Regions from separate parts of the Sus scrofa genome. Here regions 1, 3 and 4 are each linked to region 2. Evidence: chromatin contacts called from public Hi-C, HiChIP or PLAC-seq and promoter capture Hi-C data. All regions are on one chromosome and are shown on one strand. The core of a region is the stretch at or near the end of the contact, and the rest is flanking DNA. Distances in the headings are between cores, read along the strand shown.

Region 1 (3,027 bases), core at 126-2,625, 360 kb after region 2:
CGCCGGGCAGTGGAGGGCTGGGTGCCCTTACGGGGCATGGTCGCTGGGGCCGAGAAAGAGCCGGCGGCAAGTCAGCCCGCGAGCCGCAGGACCTTGAGGGTCCATTCTCCGCTGGCCCGGCGGTGGGATGGGCCCAGCCTCCACCCCACCCAACCCGGGGAAAATTCCGTCCATCTATTTCCGAAAGCCCCGTTTAAAAACCCTGCTCAACGCCAGCGGGTCCTCGAGAAAGAAGGCACAAAACCCCTCGAGGTGCCAAGAAGGCGGGATCCGTTTTCCTAAGTCCAAAGCAAGTGGGAAAACTTAGACGTGCTTGGGGAATCAAGCTTAGTTCTTTTTATTTTCTAAAGTTCCCTTCCCATCCCCCCGACGAAGGTAAGGGTATAAGAATATTCTAACGTAATTTCTAAACGAAGTAAACTGGCGTTTACCGACATGCCCACGCTCCCGGGGCTAGGAATACAAGCGCACACACTTTGAGAGCGAAGAGTTCGTATTAACTTTAGGCTTGAGGGGCTCTCAACTTCCGAGAGCAGCGAAGAACCGGCTGCTCGCCGCCCACTATCCTCTCCTCGCCATTTAGCTCTAGGAGCCCTTGACCGCCCGCGGGCTTTGAGGTGTCCTCACGACTGCCCGATAGGGACCAGTGGATGGGGTCGACCCCCGCGATTTTCAAATCGGAGGCCGGCAGTGCCGGCTCCGGTTCAAATCACCTTGGGGCAGCAGGGGTTTGTACCTCCGGTGTCCGCGGCAGACTCCCGCTAGGCAATAAACCAGGAAAGGTCACCAGTAAGGGCTCAGATCGGGTAATCAGTCCCTTGGGAGAAGAGAGAGAGAGGCAGGGGGCCGGGGCAAGGGGAAACCCTACAGTCCGATCGGGACCAAGTTTTCTGAGAAGAAGTCCACGAAGCTTAAGCCCCGATCCCTCGCGTCCCCTGAGCGACGCCCAAGTAGCTCAAAGAAGTGGCGCCCAGAAGAAGCGCGCGGGAGCCCCGAATGCTGAGGAGAGGCTGAGGGGGGAGGGGTGACAGCGAGAGAAACCTCCCGGCGGCAGCCTCAGCCTAGACTTCGGCCGCTCCAGCTCAAGGCCTTTTCTTCCCAGGTGCCGGCAGACGGGGCAGGAAGTAAGAGTGTGACAACTCTACCAGGAAAAGAGGTACTTTACCTGCGGGACAGTCCACTCAGACCAAGGCTGGAAACGGTTGTATAACCCCCCCGCGTCTACTGGTGTTTCGGCTCCGGGTCCTTCACTCGAAAATGGCGCCTAAAATACAAACTCGAACGGAAATTCGTTACAAATGCGCGCAATGCTTTCTGGGACCCACTAATTTGAAAAAACTGCGGCGATTATGGTCGCCATCTTCATGTCGTTTACACGCATGCGCGAAATGCTGGCGGGACCCTGGCGGCAGAGGACATTTCTAAGTGAAAAAGAAAAGCGAAGCAATGTTTTCCTTGGGCCTATGGACAACAACATTCATATAAAATATATTTTTAAAAAGTTTTGGGAGTTTTGAATAAGAGGAAGAAAACAGAATGGGACCCCGCCCACAGCTAAACAACGGGCACAGAAGCCCAATAACGCTCCTTAACAAGAGGGCGGGCTCGCTAGGGGCGGGGTCTCGGGCCCGCTCGGGTGACGCGGCGGGAAGTATCGCGGGAAGAGGGAGTTCGCTCTGCTCTCAGAAGTCGCTATGGTGACGAAGAGATCCGAGGCTTCTTGGTAACTGGTAGCACCCCTGTGAGAGCGATCGCCACTGCTTTCCTGGAACTTACTTAAGGTAAATCTCTATCTCTGGACGAAGTGAGGAAAGAGTTTAGAGGTTGTGGCCATTACTGGACCCACTTTTCCTGCTTTTAGGGTGTTTGCAGCTTGGAGCATCAGTTATTTTCCATCTCCCTGGAGCACTGGGGCTCTGGACGTAGCTCTTGGGATGCAGAGGAAGCCCTAAGTCTTTGGAGAGAGTAGGGGGACAACAAGGAGAAGACCTCGATTGGTGAATGATCTTGTAGTAAATAGCAAAATAAGGATTTCGAGTTATTAGTATTAGGTCGTTAGCGTCACTAGCGAAAGAGGGTTTCTGGCTTTTAAAATTATTTGGCTGAAAGACTCCGTAATAGAAGAAACGATTTGCTCGTATCATATGTTTATGAAAAAATTATCGATCAGCAAATATTAAGTAGCTTTGTACACGTTGCACTGTGTCAGGCATAAGAAAGATTATCAAGGTAGTATTTCTGTTCCCAGAGAATTTAGTTTTGTTAGTGAGTTTTTAACCTGGAGTTTATGGATCTGGTGGTAGGCGATTGTTCATACCACCTCTCCTCCACTCTCCATCTCCAACCCCTTGCCCCTTTAGCTGTGTACAGAATTATGTCTGCTTGTGAATTTTTCTGAGGAGTTTCCCAGAACTTTTATCAAATTCTCAAACACGATCCTAATCCCCCAAATGTTAACCACTGGTTGATTTGACTACCTCCAATAAGCATTTGTTCAGCAGCTCTAAAGTACTTGACATGGAGAACTGGGAACTCTTTTATTCCCCCTTTTAGCTTTTTAATACTTGGTGCCTGACATACTAAACCCCCAATAAATCCTCTTTATGCATGAATTTAAATTGTCATTCTAAGTAAGTATGTATGACCCTTGCCCTGAGGAGCATATTCAGGTTCAGTGATTCCCAAGAAGACATGTAGAGGCCACTGCCCACAAGTGTAAGAATTTGTTGAAGAGGGGAGACTGGTGTGGTTTGAGTAAGTATTGACTCCTTATTGTAATATACCTTTATATTTGAAGTTGAAAAAAATTGTTTTCGAAGGACAAACTACAGACAGTAAACTCAATGAAAAAAAATTTTGACCCGTAGGTGTGCGAGGAAAATGTAGTAATTCTCTTTGAAAGCATCTGGAATCTTTTGGATTTTTGAAGTCTGTAAAACATAACTAACCCTGAGTTGGAGAGATATTAACCAAGAGAAATGCAAAGACTAGACCAAATTGGGTAGTGTATTTGGGAGACAGCACAGT
Region 2 (3,178 bases), core at 487-2,986:
TAAAGGCAGGCAGCCAGTGAAGCTCTGCTGTCAAAAAAGTTAATGGAATTGGGAAGACGCGCAGAGCTGCTCCTTGGATTCCTCCTCAGAGCCAAAGCGATGGGAAGGAGTCACGGCTTCCTTCATCCTCACTGAACCCTCGCTGACTCGGCTTTGCAGATTTTGCCTTTTCCCTGATGAGAAACGAAGATACTTTCTTCCTGCTTTGTGCCTAGCTCGGCCTCAGCGCCCACAACAGGGGCGCTGAGGCCCAGGGCCAAAGTTTACTGTAGAAACCATCAACTCTCCCAGCAAAACTAGCACAGTCATTTGCGGGGTTCCGGCCTTGGGAAACCTCATAAATTATGAGGCAAGAAATGGGTTATGAATGACCCTCAGTACAAAAAGTCTGGGTCAAGCAGTATTTTTGGCAACTTCGCCACATTCGGAACTAGTGGCTTTGTCCAGCCTGCCACCAGGTCATTACCACACCCCTCGCACTCAGGTCCTACCCCGCTGTGCACACAACTCTCCTGTTGTCTACACACGCACACACACACGCACACACATTCAAATCCTCAGAGAACTCCTACCTCGCCCCCGTGACCGTCGAAGATCCCGAAGATGGACGGGTGCGTCTTGTTGGCTAGGTCCGTAAGAACTTCGAAGCGGTCCTCCATGTGGTCTCTCCTGCCCTGGATGGAATATACAGCCACGTTATGGCTCTTGAACTCCCAGGTCTTGGAAAATTCGGCCTCCAGCACGTCGAGTCCCCCCAGTCGGTCATTCTGCATGATTTCTGCCACCTTGCCCTTCACCATCTTCACGGCGTCCCGGCTGGACTTGACGATGGTCTTCACCTCGTCCGTGTGGAAGAAGTAACTCCACAGCGCCAAGCTGATGCACAGCAGGAAGAGCGTCTCGGGTCTCAGCAAGAAGTAGCGCATGATGCGACCCAGTAGAGACAGCAAAGTCATTGTATCCTCTATCATTTATTATCGCTAGAGCCCCAACCACCAGCAGCGACGCACGCCCCGAAGGCTCGCTGGGTCCCGGAGCACTGCGGGGACAGCCTGAGGGGAGGGAGGCGGAGCAGTAGCAAAGTGGGGTGGGGGGAGCAGGAGGCAGATAAGCAGGCAGCTCGGAGCCGGCAAGGCGAACAAGGCAGTTTCCCTTTTGTCTCCCGGCCTCGGCTGCCCGGAGGCTCGTGCCCAGCGCACCCGCGCCTGTGCCCGCCGCCCGCGCCGCCTCCCTTTGTGAGGCGGCGGCGGCCAAGACGCCGGCGGTGGCAGCAGCAGTCGCGGGTGCCGAGGCTGGACGAGAAGGATCAAGTTAAAGTTGAGCCGAGCGGATCTGCCGCGGTGGGCGGGGGAGTTCTGGGGTGCTGGCGCCCGCGTGGCCCCTCCTCGGGTGCCCTCACCGCTCCGCGGAGCGATCGGCAGGTGAGGAAGTGCGGGACGCGAGAGCCTAGCAGGCGAGGGATGCACGTCCCCTCGGTCGCCGCTGCAGGGGAGCGCAGAGCGGGCCGATCGCTCCGAGTCCTTCACACACCCCGGGGAGCCCCAGAGAATAAAAGTTTTGCTAGAGCCTGGGCAGAAGTGGGGTTACGCGGAGCCCGGGGACGCAGCACGATCGGCGCGGAGCCGCAGGCGGCCGGCGGGGCTCTGCCTGCCTCTCCCCAGCACCTCCCAGCTTCTCTCCGCTCAGCTCGGCTCAGCTCGCGCGCACCCTCCTCGCGCTCCGGCTCGCGCTCGCCCCGCCCAGCGCGCGCTTGCCCCGCCCCGCCTCGCCCCGTCCCGCCCCTTGAGCCAGACTCAAGGCCCGGAGGTGCTCTAGTGGAGCTGTCAAAAGCAGAGGCAGCTCGGCAGCTGCTGGCGCGCTAGCAGCTGCGGACGGTCCAGGCAAAGGGAGAGGGGGGTGGCGGAAAGGGGCGCGTTTGAGGCCGAGCTCGAACGCATGGTCGTTTCTGCCTCCTGTGCGAACTCTCCGGACAATATAATATTGACCATGGCGGTCTGAACGGCGGTTTCGCTGGAGCAACTGCTACCGGCTGGAAAGCAGAGGGCCGCACGTGAGCGTCCCCCCCTCCGGCTGGCGGCACGGTAGTGCGGTCCCCGCCTCACCAGGCATAAGGCAAGCGAGAAGGGACGCACTTCTCCACGCTCGCAAAGGGAGGAGGAGAGGGTCGGTCCCTTGATTTTCTGTAACTGAGGCCTGCTTGGATCTGCTGAGAGGCGGAGAGCGAGCGTCTGGCCCAAAAGCTCTCTCTCGACGAGAAAACACCTCCCGAGAACAGCAGGATATGAGGACTCAGAGCCACGTGGAAGTGTGCTCTGATGATACCTCAGGAGCAACGCGGATGGACTGGCCTCTCCTCGACCTACCGCCGCCCCAGGAGCTAGGACTTAGCCACAAAGGCCATCTCTGGTCTCAACCCTTCCACGGAGACACACAGAGTGTCCTAGTGGAGCCCCGGAGGCCCTGCTGCTGGCGAGAGCTCTGACTCTGCTGTTCAGGTTTGCAGTTCCCTTTGAAGTTTCGAACTCGCGGCCTCCTACCACCTTCTCTGTCATCGCAGAAGGTGAAATGGCAGGAGACTTCCCAATAAGCAGAAGTGAATGGGCTTCCAGAAGGCATCAAAGATAACTTGTTGAAATATGGGCAGGTGTCTGTGGCCTTAGGATGTCGGGGAAAAAGAAGAATGCGCAAATCAGCTTAGAAAATGGACACCAGTGAGCTTTAAAGGAAAATATTCACACTTGCTACCCCTGTCCAGAAAGAGGAGTGCTGATCTGCAGCTTCCAGTCTGCTGGACTAGAGTGGAGGCTGACTGATTCCCAGCCCAGCCAGTGTCTCTCTCCCCAAGCACTCCTACTTTAGAGTGATCCCATTACGTTTAGAAAACAATAAAAATAAAAAGGAGTAGGGGTTCCCTGTTGGCCTAGCGGTTAAGGATTAGGCATGGTCACTGCTGTGGCTCGGGTGGGACCCCTGGCTCCAGAACTTATGCATGCTGCAGGCCCAGCCAAAAAATAAATAAAAAGAGATGAAACACTGGAAGGAAATACACCAAAATGTTCACAATGGTTAATTACAGTAGCGAATTATATGTGGCTTTCATTTTCTGCTTTGAACTTCTGTTTTCCTTAACTTTTCCAAAGGTTTTATAAAAGTCATAGATTGCCATCTTAACCAAGAA
Region 3 (3,015 bases), core at 1-2,500, 480 kb before region 2:
GCCAGAGCCACAGCAACGTGGGATCCGAGCCGTGTCTGCAACCTACACCACAGCTCACGGCAACACCGGATCATTAACCCACTGAGCAAGGGCAGGGACCGAACCCGCAACCTCATGGTTCCTAGTCGGATTCGTTAACCACTGCGCCACGACGGGAACTCCAGAACTGTGTTTAATTTTACTACATTTTAATTACTTAAAATTTAAAAAGCTACGTATAGTCTATGGCTGATGCCAATCTAGCAGAATGTATAGTGACTATTTTAACACTCTTAAAAGCAGTATTTACCACCACAAACTTTCCAGTGAAAACTGAATTCGACTTTCTCAAGAAATAGTTTTTCATTTTTCCCACTTAAGACAGAAAAATCCCCTCACTCAAAAGAAAGGCGTTGCCCACACTCAGTTTCAGACTCACTTTAACATTTTGAAATTTAAGGAGAGTGGGGGAAAAGGCATGCGACTCACATGTGTCCAGGTGTACGGTTGATGGATTCTGTCATATACTCCATTTTTCTGTATACCCTGATTTTAAAAAGAGAAAATAGTTAAGATTTAGACATTCGTCTACTCATCCGTTTATACAAATCTTCTGCCTCTGAATAAGGCAGCCAAGCCTCGCAAAGCAACAAATGAGAAAAAACACATTCTACCTAGTACCTTTGAAAGAAAGTGATTTCTCTAACAGAACCAAGCGAATTTCGGAGGTTTCTACAAACCCTCGAGCCACTGAACCCGGCGCTGACCTCAAGCGTCACCTGGCGCCAACCCGGGCGAACCCACGGAGAGGCAAGAGGGGGCTGGCTGGGTCCGGCCGCCCTGACAGTCCCCCAACTCCACGGCCCCAGGCCGGCACCGGGAGTGCCTAGAACCCATACTGCAGGAGTCTGCGGGCGGTATCACCGCGCCTGCGGGCCAACCCCCATCTCCACCCGACCCCGACCCTGAGAGTGACACCTCACGCGGGCTCCAGGCTGCCGGCCCACACGCTTTGAGCACGCGGCCCGAGGTCGGCCCACAACTCAGGGAATTGTCCCCTTCCTTCTTAGGGACCCGCGCGACTGCAGCCCAGGTCTCGGCCCCCAGAACCTACTTAATGCCTCTGGGCCAGATCCAGAGGTGCCCCAAAACGAACGCACACTTAACGCCCAGTCAGAGGCCACCACAGCTGACTCCGGGATGGTGACGATCTCGCGAGAAGAGCTCGAGATCCCGCGGGCCGAGAGCAGCGAGTCACAGCAGCGGGTGGGGGCGGAGAAAGGTGCGGGCGTGGCGAGCGGTGGGGAGAATAAGGGGAGGAGTCGGGAGGGGGAAGGGGAGAAGAAGGGGGAGTGGCGGGGGGAGGGGAGGAGGTGGGGCTCTCTTGTCCTAAGGCGCCTGAGACTTAAAGAAACATTACAGCTCTTCTGTTTGGTTATCATCCTTCCCGATCTTCCCTGGCCAGAGCTCACTCAAGCCAGTATATAAGTCACTTTTCAGATATCCCTATTCGGAGCTTGCTTCTTGATTAAATGATTATATAAAAGTTGTAGATAAATGGTACTACATTATACAGAGAAATTAAACTCCATCGAGGGCAGTGCCTTTGTCTATTTTGTTTGCTGTTATATTCCTAATGCCACATCCTAACTGCTCCAACGAATATTTGTTGAATAGATGAAAGAAGGATATGTAAGAAATAATTATTTGTGAAGTCTTTGTTATTTTTAGACCAATCTAATTATTAGAATGTGCTTCCGGAAAGTGCACTAAATATTTCCTTATGACTATATATACCTTGACCCTAGAGCAGATCAGAAAGAGTCTAATCACTCTTTCTCATGACAATATTTCAAATATTTGAAGAAGGCAATCATTTTTCTGTCTTCTAATCCCAAATTTCAAGGAATAATTATGGTCATCTTATAGAACATGATCAAAGAAGGCCTCCCAGGAGTTTCTGTTGTGGCTCGGTGGTAATGAACGGACTAGTACCCAGGAACATGTGGGTTGGATCCCTGGCCCCACCCAGTTGGTTAAGGATCTGGCATTGCTGTGGGGTAGGCCAGCAGCAACGGCTCAGATTGGACCCCTAGCCTGAGAACTTCCATATGCCACAGGTATGGTCCTAAAATGACAAAAAACAAAAAATAAAAACAAAGAAGACCCCCAAGTTACTGCCTAGGGTACTTAAGTAATCTCCCCCTCCTTATTTCCAGATTCCAATCCATCCTTCCAAATGCAAATTTGGCTTTGTTACACTCCACTTTTTTTAATTCTTGAGTGGTCATGATCTGGAGCATTTCCAATTTCTCTGCATAGAGAAAAGACCCTTCAGGATCTGACCATGACATAACCTGTCACGTTCCTAAGCACTCAGACATACAAACCAACTGGCAGGTCCTGAAGGAAGTAATCTTCCTTTGCTTATATCTGAAACACTCGACCTTAAAGATGAAGCTCAAACACCTCGTATTAGTTTTCCATTGTTTCTGTAATGAAATATAACAAATTCTGTAGCTTAAAAAAACACACAGACTTATTATCTTACAGTTCTGGAAGCTGTAAGTCTGGAAGTTGTAAGTCTGAAATAGAGGTTCCTCCTTCAGGTATGGTCTTATAAAATGTTTACAGGAGGTGTATGCCCCTGTAAGAGTGCTAACAGCACTGTTCCACAAGTTCAAGCTCATGGAGAGCAGTCTAGGTCTATTCTCAGTATTCCTTGCACTTAACACAAAACAGACCCTCAATATATGTTGGTAAATTATCTACTTGATAAAACAGTTCTGAAGAGATGCTGTTTATCTTCCCATTTTTTCCATTCATGTAGTCATTTCCCATGAGCCAAATACCACTAAGAACACCACTGTTGTTAAGCAGATTGTGTTTATTATTCATTGAAGAGAATGTAAACACACCATGAAGGGTCATGGAGTGTCTCAGTAAGAGGGTGCTAGGAAAAAAAAACCTATCATGGAATATGGGCTTTGGTTGGGCAACTTGGGGAAGGATGTTCTAAGAAAGCAGGTGTTTTCT
Region 4 (3,090 bases), core at 509-3,008, 310 kb after region 2:
GTATCTGCTTGTGCTTGTTTGTTCAAAAAATTATTTAAAATTAAAAAATATTAAGACATTAATGATTAAAATTTTAAAAATCATCAAGACTTTTATCTAGGTTCAGAGCAAAACTGAGGCTAAAGTACAGGGAATTCCCATGCATTTCCTGCTCCCTCTCCATGCATAGTTCATCCCGTCATCAATATCTTCTCTGGAGTGGTGCATTTGTTAAAAGTGAAGAACCTACATCATAATTACCTAAGGTCCCTAGTTAACATCACCGTTACATTTTTTTTTTTTTTTTCCTTTTTAGGGCTGCACCCGCTGCCCATGGAAGTCCCAGGCTAGGGGTCCAATGGGAGCTGTAGCCGCGGGCCCACACCACAGCCACAGCAACGCCAGATCCGAGCCACGTGTGTGACCTACACCACGGCTCACAGCAACGCGGGATCCTTAACCCACTGAACGAGGCCAGGGATGGAACCTGCAATCTCATGGTTCCTAGTTAGATTCATTAACCACTGAGCCACTACGGGAACGCCCACTCTTACATTTTTTAAAAGAGAAAATAATATAAAAGTATGCTGCATTTATTGCTATGGAAAGATATTAACGTATTGCTTTGACAAAAAGGAAAACTCCTTATCAGGATGACACCAATGTTTAAATAAAAAATTTGTGTGCACAATAAAGCCTACATGTATATATTCCACCACATTACAGTGGAATCCACACATCATAAGCAATCTTTTCAGTAGCTGAATTGGTAAACATATAGGAGGTTGACTCAAGACTCACTGCTATTACCTTAGTGTGATTTATTCTGTTTACTATTTTTCTGTAATTTACTGCATAAGAGCATAAGATCTGAAAGTACTGGCAATACACAGTATATGGAGGCTAACAGTTCTATTTTGCACACGTGATCGACTTCTATCTGCTGTTAAGAGAGGCAAGCTGTGATGAGTTTGTCTTGAGCCACATACAGCTGGATACGATTTCTCAAGAAAAAGGGTAAAGGACTTACTGAACTGTGCGTTTTCTGAGTCTGGGACTAAGAAAGTGAAATAGGAACTTGGTGGAGAAATTGAATTGGAAGTCAGGAATTCTGCGCAACAGCCATCTCCAGGCAATAATTTCACAGCGTGGAAAGAGGGCGCGGGGCTGGGGAGCGGGAGGAAGAGTAAGGAGAGATGCAGGGAGATCCTGAATCCTAAGGTCCCACTAGCTCTCCCAGAGTCGGCTCTCTTTAACTACACGAGAATTCTCAATAATCAGAAGCCCCCTCCTCCTTTGCTAGAACCAACTACTTTGGTGGGTTTATGTGTCCAGAGTCCCTAAACAAAAGGAAACCAGGGTTCAGGAGAAGACAGAGCTTGCCCAGTGGGGTGCGTCTGCCCTCAGGGCTCAGGGAACCTGTGAGGTCAGATGAAAGACGCTGCCCTTTAAAGTCTACATTTACGACGTGCCGGCTTAAATCCAGGTTAAATAAGGTGTGGTATGAAGCTTTTTTATAAAAAACATCGGCCTCCGCTAGACCCCGCCTCTCCTGCAACACCGCCCAGTTGCCCTCCAAGGCAGGAGTCAACGCCGCCAGAAGGGCTCCCTGCTGCGCGCCTGCCTAGCTCCCGGGTGGCAACCCATGCATAGTGCGCAGGCGCAGAAACCACGCCCGTCCTCGCGCCCAGCCCACGCGATCACGCCCCCGCCCCGCCCGGCCCCAGCTGTCGGCAGTTTACTTTCGAACCACGGCCCCGCGCTCTTTCCCATTGGCTGGTGCCACGCAGTTGAAGGTTGCCGGGACACTGCGCCTGCGTTGTAAGGCTCGTGAGCCCCGCCCCGTCTGGGCACCTGAAGGCCCTCAGGGCGGAGGAGGGCGGGTACGCTGCGCAGGTCTTAGCTTCACACTGCAGGTTGTGGAGCTGTTTCAGCCGGTGGAGGTACCTGGTTCGCTCGTCTCCACGGTGAGTCTAAGAGCTTCTCTTCTTTTGGAGATGGCGGCTCTGGGTCCCTCTCTTCCCCTGTAGCGCAGGCTGGTGTCCTGCGGGGTTTGGAGGAGAGTCGAGGGGCTTAATGATGGAGAGGGCTGGCTTGGGTGCCGCATCGCTTCTCGTTCGTCCCAGGTGCAGCGTTTGAAGAACCTCTTTGCCCCCTTCCGGTGTGGAACTGCGTTTTCGTGAGGAAGGACCCTTCTGTGGCGTGAGGGTGGGAGGAGCGGGGCTCCGCCGAGCTGGGAGACCTCGCGGGGATTCGGAGCCGAGGGAGCCGGGGCGTTGGGAGAGAGACCCCGCGGCGGGAGGGGGGGAGTTGCCCTTAGCTTTGGGGTAGGGGATGGGAAGGGTAGCGCTGTTTTAGGCCTCTTCTTTTCGAGAGGTTCTCATTGGATTTAACAGGAGTAGGTGTAATTATGCCCATTTTACAGATGTGAGACCTCAGTTTTGAGAGGCATTAAGTAAAACTGACCCAGGATCTCTCAACATTTAAATGGCTGAACCAAGAGATGAACAGACGTATTGATGGGAATAACCTAAATCAAGATTTATAATTTTAAGCTGGCAAAAATCTTCACTTAAATGGATGCTTCTTGTCTTCCGACTAGCTTTCAGCAGTCTGAAATGACCGTGAATATTTGCTCCCTCATCACCATTGTTGGCGAATATTTTCAAGAGCTCCGAAGTTAGTTGACGCTCTAATAAGAGGTCCTTTGTGACAACTTACTTGGTCACAGGATTATTGGGATTTTCCAGGTGCAGTTGGTGCCGCTCCTGCTGCTCCACAGCTTTTGATGTTTGTCACTACTTTTCTGAAAACACAGGCTTAGAGAGCATAAACATCAAAGGCAGTGAAATAACAGCCATTCCCTATGATATCGTATTTAATGTATTTTTTTGAGAATGTAAATCCAGAACATTAAAGTTATTTTTATTTTAGAATAAGAATAAAACCATCTGAAAAAGTTGGAGAAGATAGAGTATATTCAGTCTTCAAACCAGAAGGTCAACAAAGTGGTAAGTTCTGGGAAATTAAGTGAATATCAAAGAAATTTTCAGTAAATTTTTACTGAGTGTATGACAAACTGTAAGGTGAAAAATTTAAATCTTTTGAAAA

Evidence for each region. Promoter capture Hi-C pulls out the DNA fragments that hold promoters and counts their contacts. A called contact is a pair of places that touch in the nucleus more often than the background predicts. HiChIP or PLAC-seq counts read pairs in DNA pulled down with a chosen protein or histone mark.
Region 1: a Hi-C map of skeletal muscle shows a contact between it and region 2, with 4 times the contacts expected there. The contact joins the promoter of SMC4 here to the promoter of PPM1L in region 2. A contact is called at or near these places in 1 of 5 promoter capture datasets (fetal liver) and 4 of 47 Hi-C or Micro-C datasets (heart right ventricle, liver and skeletal muscle).
Region 3: a contact with region 2 is called in an H3K27ac HiChIP or PLAC-seq map of skeletal muscle, with 6 times the contacts expected there. The contact joins the promoter of NMD3 here to the promoter of PPM1L in region 2. A contact is called at or near these places in 1 of 5 promoter capture datasets (fetal liver), 7 of 47 Hi-C or Micro-C datasets (heart right ventricle, liver, mesenteric adipose tissue and 3 more) and 2 of 2 datasets of contacts at active chromatin or transcription factors (alveolar macrophages and skeletal muscle).
Region 4: a promoter capture Hi-C map of liver shows a contact between it and region 2, with 1.9 times the contacts expected there. The contact joins the promoter of TRIM59 here to the promoter of PPM1L in region 2. A contact is called at or near these places in 1 of 5 promoter capture datasets (liver) and 1 of 47 Hi-C or Micro-C datasets (heart right ventricle).

What each region holds. Positions count from the first base shown.
Region 1 is chr13:100,076,497-100,079,523 of Sscrofa11.1, reverse strand. SMC4 (structural maintenance of chromosomes protein 4) reads right to left here and starts at 1,375. Exons shown (of 24, transcript XM_005669952.3): 1 at 1,166-1,375; 2 at 1-43. The coding sequence starts at 38. It overlaps IFT80 (intraflagellar transport protein 80 homolog), which reads left to right and starts at 1,376. Exons shown (of 20, transcript XM_021069731.1): 1 at 1,376-1,781.
Region 2 is chr13:100,441,003-100,444,180 of Sscrofa11.1, reverse strand. PPM1L (protein phosphatase 1L) reads right to left here and starts at 1,736. Exons shown (of 4, transcript XM_021069737.1): 1 at 573-1,736. The coding sequence starts at 971.
Region 3 is chr13:100,922,920-100,925,934 of Sscrofa11.1, reverse strand. NMD3 (60S ribosomal export protein NMD3) reads right to left here and starts at 1,250. Exons shown (of 18, transcript XM_021069741.1): 1 at 1,094-1,250; 2 at 469-525. The coding sequence starts at 512.
Region 4 is chr13:100,131,785-100,134,874 of Sscrofa11.1, reverse strand. It overlaps TRIM59 (tripartite motif-containing protein 59), which reads left to right and starts at 1,758. Exons shown (of 3, transcript XM_005669954.3): 1 at 1,758-1,946; 2 at 2,914-2,990.